Linked DNA regions of Sus scrofa: region 2 is linked to region 1. A link is a contact called in public Hi-C data. All regions are on one chromosome and are shown on one strand. The core of a region is the stretch at or near the end of the contact, and the rest is flanking DNA. Distances in the headings are between cores, read along the strand shown.

What was found. Hi-C and Micro-C count contacts between places; a contact is called where the count stands out from the background.
Region 2: a contact with region 1 is called in a Hi-C map of retroperitoneal adipose tissue, with 3 times the contacts expected there. A contact is called at or near these places in 1 of 5 promoter capture datasets (liver), 18 of 47 Hi-C or Micro-C datasets (alveolar macrophages, brain, embryonic fibroblasts and 13 more) and 1 of 2 datasets of targeted methods (skeletal muscle).

The regions. Positions count from the first base shown.
Region 1 is chr4:55,955,695-55,961,706 of Sscrofa11.1, forward strand. ZNF704 (zinc finger protein 704) reads left to right here. Exons shown (of 9, transcript XM_021089176.1): 4 at 2,413-2,645. Among named protein-coding and RNA genes, the nearest start is that of ZBTB10, 220 kb to the right of the region's middle.
Region 2 is chr4:56,171,607-56,177,618 of Sscrofa11.1, forward strand. ZBTB10 (zinc finger and BTB domain-containing protein 10) reads right to left here and starts at 2,731. Exons shown (of 6, transcript XM_005663005.3): 1 at 1,677-2,731. The coding sequence starts at 2,654. LOC110260268 (a long non-coding RNA gene) reads left to right here and starts at 3,429. Exons shown (of 2, transcript XR_002343237.1): 1 at 3,429-4,020; 2 at 4,406-5,627.

The DNA of each region.
Region 1 (6,012 bases), core at 1,232-3,731:
ACTTTAAAAATAACTACCCAAATAGTAACTCCAAATTTCTGATATCTCTCAATTTATTGTGCAATAGGATGCAAATTCTTAAAAAGGAGAGCAATTTATGATAGTGAAGGCTTTTGTTTTAGAAATAAAGATGATCTCCAGAATTATTACATATCAGTGAATTTTTGGAAATTGTTTTGATCCTTTATATGCTGGAAAAGGATCATTTTGTTAGGATGTGGGTCTGCAAAGAGGGCAAGATTCCAGCAAAATGTCTATCAGCATTCTTGGCAAATACATAAGATAAGGCACCACTGCTTTCTAAAAAATGTTATGAATTGGTTTTGACCTTCTTCTGAAAAATTTATTTCTGCATTCCATAGTTCTTTTGATTAAATAGTGTTTCTAAAGGAAATGTTATTCACAAGTAAACACAAATTAACTTTTGGCATTGGCATGAGGCAGTGTAACCACACGGTAACAACAGTTGGCTCTCAAAATAATTGCAGTTTCTTTACTTAAGATGATTACACATCTCTGCACCATGAACTTATTTTATTTTACAAGTCATGCTGCAGTATATTTATAAGCTTCCTGGGCCTGCCAAGTGACTTTGTCACACCAGGTAATATGACCTAAATCATTACATGAGGCTTCTCTTAAAGTCATGTTGTCTTGAATGGAGCTTTCTTATTTATTGCAGGCAATTTGGGTCCAGAGAGCATAACAGTCTCTGGGGAGACCGCAGGGAACGAGATGCTAATTTAGTTTTGTTGATGCTGTCAAGGTGTGAGCCTGCATAAGTGACCATTTGATTCTGAAAGAGCCTTGCTGTAATGAGATGGTTAACTTCCTCCTGCTATTCAGCTTGACTGAACTCCACTCATCTCACTGAACTTTTTGCTCCACATAGTGGAGGAATGCGCTGGAAATCTATAATTAGGCAAAAGTAGTGGAGACATTTTTCCATGAATGCTAGTCTGCCGTTTGTCTTCACTTCATTTCTGATTACCCAGATGTTAAGAGCATTTTTTTTTAATGAGGCATTTTGGGATTTTTTTTTTCCTCCTTGTAGTTAGAATATAGTTTTAATATATTCAAGAGGCACATTAATATGGAGGAGAAATTATCCTAAAAGCAAGCTGAATTTATACAAATGCTAATTAAGATTGGGCATTTTATAAAGTAAAGCAAATCTTCAGTGATTAAAGGAGCCTCCTGAAGGTATTCCAACTGGGCAAAGATCTATCTACATTAGCAAGCATTTCATCATGTTTTTCCCCACAAGTGGAAAGGTGAAATTCAATACCAGTCTTGTCAGTAATTATTGCCAATAAATCCTCATCCGATCTCAGCTTTGCCAGGGAGAAAGGAGGATACTAACAGCACAAGTGCCTGCACTGGAGGAGAAAAAGTTCAACTGGTAGACCAGGGTTTGGGGCTCTGGCCCATGTGGGTTATGTACTAGTCATAGTCAAGTGGCAAGTCCCAACTTCTTGGTACCTCAGGGTCCTCATCTGTGAAATGGGCATGATAATCCTTACTCCGAAAGATAGATATTGTGAGAATGCATGAGATTGTGTGAATAAACTTTTTAAGACATAAAACCCCCACCAAATGTAAGGCAGTGTTATTTCAGGAGAGTAAATGGCTTTTGGTGACTAATCAGAAAGGATTTCTCTTAGGTTCTTAAATCTTAGACTAGTTTTTTCTATAAGCATAGTCTAAGGGTCATGGTCCTATAAGAGATAACTTTTAAAAAGTTAAAATGCTGAGTTGGAGGGGGTGAGTAGGAGGATCCACAAATAGGACACATAATTTCTCCCTTAGAAATGCAGTATAGGGAGTTCCCATTGTGACCAGAGGTTAACCATCCCGGCTAGTATCCATGAGGATGCGGGTTCGATCCCTGGCCTCTTTCAGTGGTTAAGGATACAGCATTGCTGTGGCTGTGGCATAGGCCAGGCAGCTACAGCTCCGATTCCACCCCTAGCCTGGGAGCCTCCATATGCTGCTGGAGCGTCCCTAAAAGAAACAAACAAACAAAAACAAAAACAATATATAAACGCTGATCTTCCCAAACCTAGTGAATCTACACATCTTTCTTTTCCTTGTTTTCATGTAATCTCCACTATCATCCTAAAGAACAAGCGTGGCACAAGGCCCATCAGAAAACTCTTGGAAAAAACCTGTTATGTGATTAAAATAAATGTTTATAAATTATAATGTGACCTCTTTTTTGGAGGTATAGAGTATAACATACATACTCAGCTGGTGCAAATTACTCAGAGGGCTGTAGGCGCTATCATCAGCGTCTAGAATCCAGGACCCCGTCTCCCACCCTGAAATCCCACCACCCCTGCCCCGCCCCCGCCCCCTGGGCTCCGGGTGTCCCTAACTGAGTACTGACGCGGAGCTTGTGTGCGCGGACAGAGGGCCTGAGTGGATCCTGGAAGGAGGGGAGCGGCGTGCCTTCCAGCACCAGCAGCAGCGGCTACTGGAGCTGGAGCGCCCCCAGCGACCAGTCCAACCCGTCCACGCCGTCGCCGCCCCTGTCCGCCGACAGCTTCAAGCCCTTCCGCAGCCCCGCGCCCACGGACGACGGCATCGACGAGGCGGAGGCCAGCAACCTTCTCTTTGACGAGCCCATTCCCAGGAAACGAAAGGTGGGTTTGGGGTTTTCACTGCAGAAATGTGCTTTCCATCTGCCTTCCAAAGGCGGCTCCGAGCCTGGGTGGTGATTCTGGCCCTTCTCCCCACGCCCCTTTTGATCAACAGAAGCAGCCTCTGTTCCCCTCTTAAGATTCTTTGACGTTTCAAAATAAATTAAGGGTCATGACTAAAGACAGATATAAAAGACTAAAACACCGATATGTTTCTGCCGCTGTCTTCCAGATACACCTTCCACCACCCCAGTCCCATCCCTTTCCCTGGTTCTAAGTTGCTGCTCTGGTGTAAGAGTTAACATCAGGAAACCTGGCACTTACCAGTATTTGGAAGTTAAAAAAAAATTGGACTTCAGGCTTGGTTTGGTAATTAACTCATTCTCTTGGTGGGGACTTAACTTTTTCATCTGTAAAATAAAATTAATGTTTTTCTCTTTTCTGCTTCACTGAGCCCTGAAAGGTTGTTGGAAAGAATATTTTGCATCTTTATAAAACCAGATTGAAATACACATGAAAGCTAACATATAAACATATGTAGTACCTACATACCCCAAATTATGTATTCATTACATTAGGTGTGAAATAAGGAGATCTAATGAATTGACTTAATCAATTAAGCGGTTACATTTTAATATTTTATTATTTTTAATGATTTTTATTTTTTCCATTATAGTTGTTTTACAGTGTTCTGTCAGTTTTCCACTGTACAGCCAAGTGACCTAGCCTCACACACACACACATTCTTTTTCTCACATTATCCTCCATCATGTTCCATCACAAGTGACTAGATATAGTTCACAGTGCTATACAGCAGGATCTCATTGCTTATTCTTTCCAAATGCAATAGTTTACATCTGTTAACCCCAAGCTCCCAGTCTATCCCACTCCCTCCTCCTCCCCCTTGGCAACTGAAAGTCTGTTCTCCGAGTCCATGAGTTTCTTCTCTGCAGAAAGATTCATTTGTGCAGTATATTAGATTCCAGATATAAGTGGTATCTTATGGTTTTTTGTCTTTCTCTTTCTGACTTAATTCACTTAATATGAGAGTCTCTGGCTCCATCCACCTTGCTGCAAATGGCATTGTCTTACTCTTTTTTATGGCTGGGTAGTATTCCATAGTATATATGTACCACATCTTAATCCATTCATCTGTCGATGGTTACATTTTTAGTTAATCCTCGAAGTAGTCCTATACAGTGAGTTTTATTTTCCCATCTTGATGAGGAGATTAAGGACCAGGGAGGTTATTATACATTCAACTCACCTCTGTCATGCAGGTTAAAAAGGGCCACCATTCCAACCCAGGTCTGCCGGAACCGGAAGCTCATATTCTTTTCATTCTTCCCACATACATTTAAATTATTATGTTCACTCACAATTTTTTAAAGTGTTTCTACTTCATAAAGAAATACTACTGCTATATCCAAAACACTTTTTAACTTTATTTTTTAAATTTCCATATAAATATGAAACATTTTATTACATATTAATTTTTTGATTTGCAGTTGGTACCTTTATTATTAATGATTATTCACCAACAAAAATCCAAAGAAAACCCTGAGGAGGGAGTTCCTGTTGTGGCTCACTGGTAAGGATCTCTAGTAGCATCCATGAGGACACGGGTTTGATCCCTGTCCTCACTCAGTGGGTCAAGGATCCGGCGTTGCTGTAAGCTGTGGTATAGGTCTGCAGCTGCAACTTAGATTCAATCCCTAGCCTGGGAACTTCCATATGCCACAGGTGGGCCCCTCCCCCACCCCCAAAAAAAGAAAAGAAAACCCTGAGGACTACAATGCAACCTTCCCTCCCCCCCAATTCATTTCAAAGAGAAAAACAAATGGCATTGCTCCAACACTGTCCCTCCTTGGCGTCTCTTAGCATCCTTGCAGAGTGTGTGACAGTGTCCATGGTGCAGGCGCTCTGTCTGCCCAGAGAAACAAGCCTTAAAGTAGTCTCCTGTCCTTCTCAGAGGCAGCAGCATGAAGACCTGCTGTTTCACACACTGGTCCTTCAGGCAGGGGGCCTGGAGTTGTTCTTGCATCCCATGGGTTCCCAGAGACACTGGGTTTTTGCTTGGCTAGCAGGGGAGAGAGGCTAGTAGAGGAGCTACTGTATCAGTGGGACTCCTCAGGCAAGACGGCTGCATGGATCTGGAGTCTTGTTCTGTTGCTTCAGGCTGCACAGACATTCTCTTTGGAGCCCTCAGAGTGTGTGGTCCTGGCTGTCATGAAGTGTGGTCCAGCCCAGTGGCAAGAACTCACAGCACAGGGAACCCTCATGCTTGTAAAGTGCACTGGGGAAGGAAAGTCGGCCACAGCCTGTCCTTTCTAGTGGAGCCACGAGCCAGAATTTACACTCTTGCATTGCAATTAGGCTGCATTGGTCAGATTCACATGTAAGGTCTATAGACGTCAATTAGGGGAAAGTCACGTCACCAATGGAAAAGAAAAAAAAAAGCAGCAGCACTTAGTTGAAGGGCACAGACCCACTTTGCAGGTAGGAATGAATGAATGTTTGAGAACCATGTTCCTCCTTCTTTCTTTCTAACTTCTCCCTCTGTTCAGACCCTACGAAGTTTCCCCAGGGCAATACCAAGAGGATAAAGCTTATGGTCCCTGATGTTTAATGCGTGGATCTTACATGGACCAAGGCACTGGCTTTTGAACTTGAAGTTACTTTGAAGAGTGAGAGTAACCAGAAAGTAGGATGGTCACTATTCATTTTTTTTTTTTTTTTTTTTTTTGCCACACAGGCAGCACGAGGAAGCTCCTAGGCCAGGGATCAAACCCAGGCCATAGCAGTGACCAGAGCCACAGCAGTGGCAACACTGGATCATTAACCAGTAAGCCACCAGGGAACTCCTGCAATTCATCTTTTTAATGTATTAAGTGAACCAGTATTTACTGAGCACCCAGCAGGCACAGTGCTTGATGCCCTGAGATTAAGGCATAGTCCCTTCCTTCCAGGTTGGAAGTTGGGTGGTGGATACAGATGTGTAAAGAGGCAGTAATAATTGTGAGTGACCAATGCTATACTCACAATGAGGTAGAAATACAGTTGCTGAAATGCAGCTATTTTAGAGTTTTTAAAATCATATTTTTAAAGATTTCTAAGAGTTCATTGCCTCCTGCATTTGGCAGTATGTGGTGGTCAGTGAAACTTTCTGAAATCATTTTATTTTCCTCTTCATTCCTTCAGATTCATAGTATTCGTTTAAGACCATGGGCAATTATGATGGTCATATGTCTTGTGAGGATGGTTACAGAACCTTCGAGGCCAAACTGTAGATCTCAATCCAGTAGTGGGTTATGAATTCACTTAATGAGCTGCAAACAGCACATCTTTAATGAATACGATAGAAGAGGGT
Region 2 (6,012 bases), core at 1,481-3,980, 220 kb after region 1:
CACTATGCAGGAGAAGAGTAACTGGTCCACTGAATATTAGGAAAATTCACTCTGTCTAAATTTTTTTTTATACACAACTTACATTATTTAGAAAAGTACACTTCCATTTTCACAAGCCCTCTAACCTCTGTCATTATTACTAAAATAACTTCAAGGATTCATAAACTTTTAAAGCCTCTAGACTCCTCTTCTGTAAAATGGGAACAAAATAATTACTTGTCAGTGTAAGGGACATCTGTGTTTGTCAAAGGAAAGTCTGGCACTTCGATGCCCAAGCTCACAAAGCTAGTAATTGCAGAACGCTGAGATCTGAACCTAGATTTACTCAAACCCCTTTTTCCCCCATTGCAACATTCCTTATAGACTCTAGTCTCATTTATCACCACGAACTGTTAAGACTGGGGACAATTTACTTAACCTTTCTGTGCCTTGTATCTTTAAGTGACCTTCCTTCTAGGGCTTAGGCAACTAAAACTTGTGCAAAAACTGTTGCTACTGCCTCCTGAGAAAAATAACCTTACGTTTTAAAGTTAAAGCCTCAACTTCTGAGAAACTTCTGTGCTACTAATTAACTCCAGTATAAATGTTCTGAATAGCAAAACCACTCCAATAAACACAAAAAGGGACTAGTATCTGAAAGGTGACTTTGTAAAACCCAAGATTGGGTAGCAATACAAAAGAATGAATCCCATCCACCACCACAGGTTGTCTCAAGTCTTAGAAGAACAGATCAACATCTGTTTGGCTTGAAAGGGGATTATCAAAATGTTAAGACTTATACTAGAAATATTAAAACAAGAGCTAAAAAGAGCTGAAGTATAGCTTACTTGTTCTATAACTAAGAGCACATGATTTCAAGGAGTTTGGTAAATATATTCTCTACCAAATCAACTACTTGGCACAAATAACTTTAAACATTTCTAGTACGCTAAGTAAACTACATTTATAAGAAACGTTTTAGAAGGAAGGATTATAGAAAATATCAGCACAGAAATCTAAGAAAACAAGTAAAAACTACCATAAGCATGCCTTTGCTAAAAAAAGTTCAACAAGAAGTTTAATGGAGATGAAATTAGTAAAATTATTCACAAAAAAGGAGTCTTAGCTGAATAGCTTCCTCTGCATTCACAGACTGCTCTCATATTTCATATTACCCTGACATATAAAGAATTTTCTCGGTTGGATGTTCTCCTAAAAGGGGTAGCGTCAGAGGTTAAGGATATTGTTTAATTCATCCTTCAAAGAGTTACCACATTTGACTTCCACCAGCACTCTGAAAGACTGCGAACATGAAGCAGCTTTTCTAAAATCACAGCTAATAACATTTTGACCACAAAGTCAACCTTACAGGGTTAAAACCATCAACCTCGCTTTATTAAACTTTCCTTTTGATTCAATCTGATGGGCAAAGGAATCTGAGTCTTAAAAAAAGTTACAACAAATTCAGCGCTGCGATTAGAAAAAAATTGTCATCCCCTCCCCCTCCCTCCCCCATAACTTTCGAAAACTTGTTCCCAGGCTTTCAAAACCCCCACCCGTAAGATTCCTACACCTCTCTCCCAACAGGAAAGACGCCTTCACTCAGGAAAGCGGTTTCGAGGTTTTTGGTTTTTTTTAGTTGATAACCCCCCCCATACCACCCCAAACTGAAAAAGTAGCAGCAGTGTATACCGTACCTGGGCGTTGGCTTCGTGGAGTTTGTGCTCGGTAGAGACGTGGTGCCTCAGAAGGAGGGTTTTCTTGTAGTTGCGGGTCCCTCGCGAAAGCTCGTCGTGCCCCATTTGAGGCAGGTCCCCGCTCGCCCCGTCCTCGGGGGTCTTTTGGCACCAGCCGCAAGACATAAGGCCAGTATCCTTGGAATAGCGCAGCCAGGGAAAATCTTTGAGCCAGGCGGTCTGGAAGGAGCACTGGAGCTTCTGCATTAGAGACTTGGGCCGCGCGAGCGGGAAGTGCTGGACCGTCTCTCCTTCGCCAGCTCCCACACCGCTGCCCTCCGCTTCGTCCCCGCCATCGCCGCCCGACCGCCTGCTGCTGCTGCAGCTGCCGCCTTCCGCCCCGCTGCCGTCGCCCAGGCTCGCCCCCTCCTCTTCGTCCTCGGTGCTGTCGCTCAGGGACGCGCCGTCCGGCATCAACTCTTTCCCCTCCAGCGCGTCCAGCTCCAGCTCCACGGCCGCCGGCCCTCGCCCATTGAAATGCCTCAGGGGCCACGCCGAGGTCTCGGGGCGGCCGCGGCTACTGCCATTGTTGCCGAGCCCCCCGCCGCCGCCGCCGCCGCGGAAGGCCAGAGTCCGACGGTTCCTTTCCGCTAGCAGGGGGCCCCCCGCGCCGCCGCCGCCCAGCGAAGTGGGGCCGCCCGCGTCTTGGGGGAGCAGCAACTCCTTGGTCTCCTCGGAGGCGGCGGCGGCCGCCCCAGCGGAGGCCTCCAGGTCTTGGGGCTCCAGGCCCTCCAATTCCACTTCCTCGTCGGCCCCCCGCCCATTGAGCTGCTGCGGCGCTGGCGGCTGGGGCTGTCTGGGCTGGGGCTGCTGGGGCCAAGCCGAGGCCTCCCCGCCAACGTTATTGTTCACGGAGCCGCCGCCGCCGCCACCGCTGGCGGTGACCAACCCGCCTCCTCGGAACGCCAGCGTCCTGCGGTTCATTTCACTGAACGACATGGCGCGCGCCGCCGCCGCCGCCCGGTGCCCCGGCTCGCGCCCGGCCTCGGGCCGCGTCCCGCGCGCTCCCCGCCGCTCCCCCTCCGCTTCGCCCCCGCCCCCACCCCGGGCGTTCCGGTCTCGCGGGGCTCGGCCTCGCCCTCCCGCCCGGCCGCCCGGCTCGCGCTCGTTCCCGGGGCTGCCTCACGCGTCCGTCGCCGCCGCCGGCCGCCGGGCCGCCGCCTCCAGCCGCCTCCTCGTCCTCCACCCCCGCCCCGCTGCGCTCCAGGCAGCGTCCCGCGCGGAGAAGGGGGCGGGCGGCGGAGAGGTGAGCAGCGAGCCCGGGCGCGTGGGGCCTTCGAAGTTGAGAGGCGGAGTGCGGGGAGACCCTCCGCTGCCCCCTCTTTAAAGCCGCGCGCACACACCGACCCTGCAAACAGATATCCTTCCTCCGGCGCGCCGAGGAGTCCCGACGCCGCCGCCGCCGCCGGCTTCCGAGGCGGTGAGGGCGACAGGCACGTTAAACTGCCGGGCTCCGCCACATAACGAACCGACAATAAAGCCGGCGGAGCGTTTCCGTCCGACCAGGCCCTGGCGGAGGTCGAATGGCAAATGAACAACGGACCGTGCGCCCACAATGCACCGGGGTAGCAGTAACCGCTGGAGGGGGAAAGGGTGGGGGCCGGGCTGGGGGAGGGGGGCTGGGCTTGGGGCTGGGCTGGGGTGGGGTGGGGGCGCCAGGGGACCGGGAAAGGGGCCGGGCCGCGCCTCCGGCCTGGGGGCGGGGGTGCGGCCGCGGGGAAGGAAGTCGGCCGAGGGGCGGGGGACAAAAGGCCGGGCGGCGGGCTGGGGGTCTCGGGGAGGGGGCGGGCGTGTGCGGCCGGGGCCGGGCTCCGCGGAGGACAAACAGCTGGCGAGTGTCAGGGTCTGGCCGCCTCCCCGCTGCCCGCACGCACCTACCCGCGCCCAGGAGGCACATTTTCCTTCTCTCGCCACGAGTTCACCTGGGACTTTGGAAATAAACTGTGCGGTGGGAGCCGCGCTCCAGCCGTGTCATTTGCTGGGGGTGGGCGGCGGTGCCCGAGGAAGTGAACTTATTTTGTTCCTTCACAAAGACTGGACCAGGCGGTGCCTTTCACGCGAGGAGATTGCAACCACGGACACCTCCTTGTCTGGTGCATTGTGTGCGCGAGGCAGCACCTCAGGCCCAGGGCAATAATCATTTCACAGAAAATGCACCGCCCCGAGTGTCTTATTGCTGTGATGAAATGGAAATTTAAATAAAAGGTCGAACACGTGCGTTCAGTGGGAAGTATTGACATGGGTGTTACATCACCGGCAGCCAATCAGATAACCCCAGTCGTGTTTATACTTCTACAACCACCTTGTGAGTATTACAGTATGTCATAACGTTATAAATATTAGGCAGGGTTTTCCCCAGGAGTGGGGAGGAGTCTGCTTATACTGACGCCGTGTGCGACTCCGAAGAAGAACGTGTGTATGACAGGAATTGCTTTTTAGGACTTGTTTTTTAACTGTTTACACTGCATATGGAATTTAGAATGATTAGAAGAACAGATTGAGCGGGAAATGAAAGTCATAGTAATAATCATAGTCAAGTTTTTCAGGGAAAGATTTTCCAACTTAGAGCCCTTATACCCCTATTTGTAAAATTTCGAATAAGCTAAATCTAGCCAATTTTAAAGTGTTTAGACTCTACTATTTTGAAATGTGAAATAAATCTTTATTATTTTTATTCAACTGTATTTCAGGTAAAAAAGATATTCTCAAGCAATGGAGGAGCTTTTTACTCTTCTAAGAAATGTCTTAAAGGACTACATCTAGTCACAGTGGAGCATGATGGAGGATAATGTGAGAAGAAGAATGTATATAAGTATGTGTGACTGGGTTACTTTGCTGTACAGTAGAAAATTGACAGAACACTGTAAACCAGCTATAATGGAAAAAATAAAAATAACTTAAAAGACAAAGTATTGAGAGTTTAATCACAAACTAATATAAAATATGTTCAAGATAATTATCAAGAGTGGAAAAATGATATATGTTACTATCAGAGGTATGTATTATGTGCATAGGAAAAAATGAGAAATACAAACTACAATTGTAGATTATCTAGTGTTAGAGGCTTTAATTTTCTATCATATATTAATGGGAAGTTATATATGTTTAATAAAAAGCATGTGTTACGATTTTTAGGCTTTCTAATTTTATGATTGTACTCTTCAGAAATTCCTATTTTTAAAATAGACAGTATTTAAAGCTCTAAATATATCATGTGGAGTATGGAATGAGATATGTTTTTCAAAATTAACTTAAAGAAAGGATTTTCCCAGACATATTATAAAATATCATTTGTCTTCATATTTTTAAATGGACCAAACATATGCATGCAACGTCCAGGCATATATATTATTGAGTGTATAGATTTGTTCAAAGCAGTTTTCGCTTAATTCACTGTAATGTTAGTATCTGTAGAAATGAGCAGTGTTGTATATCAAACAAAAAATACTTCTTCTACCTTAGAGATGAAATGTAATTTTAATGTAAAGAATGATGGTACTAACCTGCCACAAAAAGATTTTGACTTGGAGGTTTTTTTAAAAAAATAATGATCACATTGCCATCTGGCCACCAGTGATCAACAGCTTGAAATTTCAATAAGAATTTTGTGAAAAGAAAAAAAAAAAAGCTTGAAATTCCGATATAGGTCCTCAGATTTGGTACAGTTTGTGGATTTTAAACAGTTTTGTCCTGCTTTGTTTTAGTTGTTGGAAAGTTTAGGACAGTAGAATCTATGACGTTGAACTAATTTGTACCTTGGAGAAATGAGAGGATTCTGCTTGCTTGACTGTATGTATCATGTGCTTCTATGTAATATATGGAAGAATGTTATAACAATACTGTGCCTTGTTCTTAATTCATTTTTTAAAAATTCCAAGCACTTTGCAAGTAAATATATTATGTATTCAATTTTAACCACCACTACCGTCTCCATAAAAAGAGGGAAGTTACTGAAGTTATTGCTTATCTAGGATTAAGGTGATGGGAAATAAAGTGTAGTTAAGCATTTTTTATTTCAACTTTAAAAGTTATTTCCATTCCCAAACTGTTATGCTTTTGCTTCTTTCATCTTACATGCCTAATACATAACAGGCAACACATAAGCTTATGCTAGTATTATTTTTACTGATTCTGATAGCACAAGAATCACCAAAAATACTTGGATCCACGAAGCTGTTGTGTCAGAACTTTTTTTTTTCTCTGACATATATCTTACCTAACATTTGTAAAGTCCACATTGTCTTCTGTCTGGAATTATGTGTAAACATGGACTAATCAGGAATGAACAACACTTGAT